Regions from separate parts of the Danio rerio genome. Here region 2 is linked to region 1. The links are chromatin contacts, called in public HiCAR-type maps. All regions are on one chromosome and are shown on one strand. The core of a region is the stretch at or near the end of the contact, and the rest is flanking DNA. Distances in the headings are between cores, read along the strand shown. Region 1 overlaps LOC141379533 (a long non-coding RNA gene). Region 2 holds the start of plpp3 (phospholipid phosphatase 3).

What was found. HiCAR-type assays count read pairs that join an accessible place to other places.
Region 2: a HiCAR-type map of caudal fin shows a contact between it and region 1, with 13 times the contacts expected there. The contact joins the promoter of plpp3 here to the enhancer-like site in region 1. A contact is called at or near these places in 4 of 18 Hi-C or Micro-C datasets (caudal fin, embryo, fibroblasts and 1 more) and 2 of 4 datasets of contacts at active chromatin or transcription factors (caudal fin and embryo).

Annotation. Positions count from the first base shown.
Region 1 is chr20:7,767,899-7,770,809 of GRCz12tu, forward strand. It overlaps LOC141379533 (a long non-coding RNA gene), which reads right to left. Exons shown (of 3, transcript XR_012396343.1): 3 at 392-2,271. Among named protein-coding and RNA genes, the nearest start is that of bloc1s2, 28 kb to the left of the region's middle. Within about 2 kb of position 1,498, at least 5 of the 62 cell types and tissues checked have an H3K27ac peak or open chromatin away from gene starts, as enhancers often do.
Region 2 is chr20:8,213,409-8,216,319 of GRCz12tu, forward strand. It overlaps plpp3 (phospholipid phosphatase 3), which reads right to left and starts at 1,462. Exons shown (of 6, transcript XM_003200678.7): 1 at 953-1,462. The coding sequence starts at 1,088.

The sequences.
Region 1 (2,911 bases), core at 248-2,747:
TGCCGTCGTGATCTTCATTCACAGCAATATAAGTGTCAATAGCAGATGTTATCGATCTCACATAAAGTTCGCTCTTAGAAGACCCAGCAGGTGAGTATATAGACGCACAGTTCATCTAGTAGATAGCTGATATTCTGGTAAACACCACACAAGTGTAAGCATTCCTCTAGATCGATGAGAAGGACAAGTAAGCATGCAATGGTCATTTGTTGATGAGTATACAAGCACACAGTTCATCAGAGTGATAGCCGATCTTCTAGTAAATATGGCCACAGCCATATCACCCTGCAGTCCAAGACCGGTTACTCATTGACATGTGCATAAATCTGATTTAACAGTAGGGGGGACAATAAATATAAAATTATTTTTCCAGCATTTTTTTTTTTTTTTTGTATTATTGACACAAATAATACAGCCAAATTGTATAATAAAGATATGTCCCCGCAGTTAAAAATGGTTTCATCATTATTATTATTATTATTATAGCATGGAGACTACGTCATTATGATTATTTTTCAAGTTTTTCTCAGGTTCAACGACAAAGCAATTTTTTCTTCAAAACTATTTATTGCTTTGTTAGTTGTGTTGTTTACAGTCAACTGACTGACTCCTGAAGCAGAATAAATGCAGGAAAAGCCATTTTCCATACTCATAATATCTAACTTGGTTACATTACACTTGCTAAAACTTACATAAATGTAAGGTTGTTAGGTTCTTCATAAATCTTTAAGTCCTACTTAAATGAGCAAAAAAAAATTCTTAAAGGGTTACAGTTCACTGAAAACATGTTATTTACTTACTCTTCACTTGTTACAAGTTAGTTTGAGTTTATTTCTTCTGTGGAACACACAAAAAAAGAAACTTTTCCCATAATATTCGTTTTTCCAACTATGGGGGTCTATAGATTTACATCTGTCTGCAAAATTTCCCCCTTTGTGATCAACAGATGAAAGAATTGTATAAAGGTTTGAAACCATGTGAGGTTCTGAGTATATTTTATATTATAAATAATGAATGTATTTTCATTGAACTAAAAAAAACTATCCGTGAACTATCCCTTTACTAACTGCATGTAAAAGAAATGTAAAAAAAAAAAAAATCTAATTGGAATGGCATGTAAGGATGTGTCTAAAAACATTACATTCAGTCCACACTGAAGTAAATATTATGTCTGTATTAAGTTATCTTCTTTAAAATACTAAATCTGAGCAGAATCTGTCCAGAACATGAAACAAATACAGAAATAACCCCTCAAACACATTAAAAAGAACTGCAGATATGAGTTGAAGGACCAGCCGAGAAACTAGAGCACACAGCCTTTAACAAAATAGGGAAATTAAGATCCGAGATATAGACTTTCTTTGATGAGAAGAAGTGATAAAGAGCTCTTTGGAATTGTGCGGTCGGGTGTTTGAATCTGTGGTGAAAGAAATTCCTGGTTTTCCTTAGGGAATCCTGAACGCCGCGAGACCACAGGAGACTGCTAGTGCTGGAGTAAATAAACATACATAAATCTAGGCCCTTCCCTTGGGAGTCAGTCAGGAATTGTGTTTGTATGCGTGTGTGTGTGTGTGTGCGTGTGTGTGTGTGTGTGTGTGTGTGTAAGAGAGAGAGAGAGAGAGAGAGAGAGAGAAAGAGAAAGAGAGCATGAAATGTATTTGTGTGAGAGAGTTGAGTGATCGGATGGATCTCTTTTATATCTTTGTGTGAAACACAGTGAAAGAATGTTTGATAGATTGACGAATGTTGGGATTGGTATCTTAATATGCTCGCAAACATCCTCAGGTGCTGATATCTGCTTCAAAGTAATCTATTTATAGGTAATTGTTTATTTACTCAAACCCCTCCAAACTAGGCGTCATATTACTGATTCTGGGATAAATTCGCAGGCAGACAGCAGTCAGAAGTCATCCTTCTAGCTTACAGATTTATTATATAGGCTACATTGAATAATTAAGACATCAAAGGGTATGTAAAATATAACAAATATACAGGTTTTTATAGTGCAACTATTTAAAGTAGTATTCGTTTTGTTAGATAATTAGTGAGTTGTGGACACCGAGGTTCAATCCCAATTTTACCCCTTAGCCCTTCCCCTTTCCCCTCGTTTTGTGTGTGCCTGTGAAGGGGTAGTGGTGTCCCATTTCTTTTAAGCTTGAGCGTAGGGCTAAGGGCAAGGGGTATACACCCCTTCAAACGAAGATTTTTCAGGATCACACTCGAAATCAAGGAGTAAGAAAATTGCCCAGAATACACCAGCCACAGCTGCACCTGGAAGCAATGAGATCCACAAATTAGTATTTGTTGTCACTATTATGAATTTTTACAACAAACAAGCACGTTTTAATATATTAACAACCGTGTTTGTGTTTACTGTCATGCTTTTAAAAAAAAAAACGAAAAAAAAAAAACAGCTAAATTTCACAATCTATATCCATAATAATAGCTCCTGTATAGCAGTCCCACAACATTTTGTCACTCGATAATGCTCGAATACGCTGTCAGTAATGTCTTGTGGCTGGGAATGAGCTTTTTACAGTGTCTGCTATAAAGTTAATGTTGTTTTTGGTGTTTATACATAGATGAATATGGCCACATTAGATTGTTATGATAACATAATATATTCCTTCAGTGATTTCCTGAAGATAAAAACTAAAAATCAACACAACTGGAATCACTAAAAAAGTTGTGATCATCTGATTTCATATGAAGCAAAAGATCGCGATGACATATGATGACATGTGCTGGTGCTGTAGTGCTGTCCCAATTCAATTAATTGTTAATTTTGAAGCCCTTCCCCTTAACCCTCGGTTGTAAGGGCCAAGGGGAAGGGCAAGGGGAAGGGGTATGGGTACAAAAATAGAATTGGGATTGGGCCTAAGTGGTTTGCCTTAAGTAAATGTAATAACAA
Region 2 (2,911 bases), core at 212-2,711, 450 kb after region 1:
ATCAGGCTTCTGCATATAGTATGATTAACTCACAAACTGAAAACAAAACATGCAAAGTGGTGCAGCTGCTGATATTCATATGGCCAAAATGTAAGATGAAAGTGTTAATATTATACAACAGCTATTATTTCGTTTACTCAGATAACAGTGCAAAAAAGTCACAATTTACATTGTTATCTCAATAAACAGTGGTACATTGAATTCAGAGTATCACACTTGGTGCTGCATCAGGCTTTTATAGGACATCCAGTATGACTTCAGTGTTAAACTGAGAAAAAATATTCAGTCTGCAAAAATGAGATTCTTTTACTAAGATTACCTTTCATGAAAAGTCACACTTTGCATTATTTTGTCCAATACCAAAAGTTCATTGAAATCAGAATGTCGTTGTTGGTGCATCAGGCTTCTCACAAACTGAAAACAAAACATGCAATGTGCAGCTGCTGATATTCAATATGAGATGAAATTGTTGGTATTATAAATTATATTATACTATATTCTTCTGCTGACTAGGATAAAAATGCAAAAAAGTCACATTTGCATCTCCATCTGAATCAGTAGAAGTTCTTGTGATTCAGCTTTCAAATATTTCAATAAATAAACTGTTAAACCAGTTCACCTTTAAATGTCAACCTTCACTCAAAGCAAAAGATACGGAAATGTTTACACATTACACAAATAAACTTTTCACTGTATCTTGACACTTCGCTCATTTTTATTTTTAAACAACTACATATTTGGATCTCAGTGGGGTTAGGTTTAATGCACTGTATATTACTCATTAAAATACTAAATTATAAATGATAGTACAAATAAACCACTTTTGCATAATTAAACGTTTGCAAACTTCTGTTTCCAAATGTGCATAATGTGATCCAATAGTTTTAGACAGACTGCATGGTTTTCCCAATTCTTGTAAACGTGTGTGTGTGTGTGTGTGGGGGACACTCACCCAGGACAAGACAGAAGATGTCTAGTGCTATTAAAAGTTTCCTCTTGCTGTTGTTTACGCCGTTGTTATTTAACGTGGACGTTCCTCCGTTTCTAGTTTCGGGTGCCATCGCCTTCTCATACATATAGTTTTGCATTTGTTAGAGTTCCTTCTGATGTCTTTTTCCTAAAAAAAATCCCAGATATTTGTTTTGCACAGTGGTCTTGTCAGCAAAGGACGTGTCGTATATAAAGTTTAAAGAAGTTTCCGAAAAAAAAGAAAAAACAAACAAACAAAATAAAGAAAAAAAAAAACAACAACAAGTGGGAAGACGTCCTGGGAAGTTAATGAAAACACTGAGATGTCCCGTGCAATCAAGTCCACTCAACTTTTGTCGTCTGGTAAAGCGCGCGGTGTTTTTTGAGAAGCGGCTTTTCTTCTTCGCTTTCTCTGAATGATGCGGCGGTCAGTGAGTTGTGGTTTAGTTCTGTCGCTACGCTACTTGAAGGTCTGAATTGAGAGAGGCGTTTTAAAACTAGGAGATCAACTCCTGTTTATGAATCCTCCTTCGGTCTCCACCTCCTTCCCTTCAGCGAGCGTTCAGCCCCTTCCCCACTTCTGCTAACGTTATCCCGAAAGAGTCACGCTGAATGAAAGTGGAGAAGAGCGCTGGAGTAAACGCGGTCTCGAGTCGCACTCAGATACGGGCGGACACTGACTCCAGCGGACACTGCTGGAAACGCACTCTAGCCAGACCTTCGGACATGGGTTGGATGGATCTTTTACAGTCTATGGATGGAGCAGATAGGATGTGGGTTTAGATTAAAAAAATATAATTTCCTTTAATTTCCATGTTTCATTAATTTATTCATAATAAATGCAGAAAAAAAATCAGCACTATTTATGACTGAAGTAAATCAATCTTTCAATCTGTGATTTTGTTTGTAAAAACAACAACAACAACAATAATAATAATAATAATAATAATAATAATAATAATAATAATAATAATAATAAATAAATAAAATTGTAATACTAATAAAATAATAATAATAATAATAATAATAGAAAATATACATTAATAATAATAATAAGAAGAAGAAGAAGAAGAAGAAGAAGAAGAAGAAAAAGAAGAAGAAGAATGATGATGATGATGATGATGATGATAATAATAATAATAATAATAATAATAATAATAATAATAATTATTATTATTATTATTATTATTATGTTGTTGTTATACATAAATAAAATATTGTTTTTAAAATTTTAAAAACAATATTTTGAAATTTTAAAATTTCAAAGTTTCAAAATTTCAAAATAAATAAATATTAGTATATTTTATAATATGTAATAATAGTTTTAAAAATAAATTTATTATAATAATACTAATAATACTACTACTACTACTAATAATAATAATAATAATAATAAACTCCCGCACTATACTACATCTGACAGATGTTTTCACGCTTGCTTAATTCTTTCATTCTAGCTTTTCAACTCAAAACTTTGTATTTAAATTATAAACTGTTTATTCTTATATGTAGAATACTTTATTCATAAGCTTGCAAAGTGTATGCTAAATAAATTAACAGAAAGTCAATTAAATGTAAATTAAGGTCACATGTAAAGAACAGTACAATTCTGCACAAGAACCAATGTTTAAAACTGGAACTCAATTGTAGAAGTTCATCTTTTATCGTAAGACAACGATCCCACAAGAAAGATAAAATTACCATTTGACTAACCACAGAACAAAGAGGCAAATGGCCAACAGTGGCTCTGTCAGTGATCTGAAAACAATACAATATGTCAGAGACAATAAGACACCTGTGGAGCACAACAATCAGTTGAATTCCCCCCCCCCCCTCCATAATTTTCCTGCGACCTTAAATTTGTACTAACCATAAAATTATGGAGGTAGATGTATATTGAGCATATAAAAAATCTGTCAAGTCCTGCCTAAAAGAAATGATG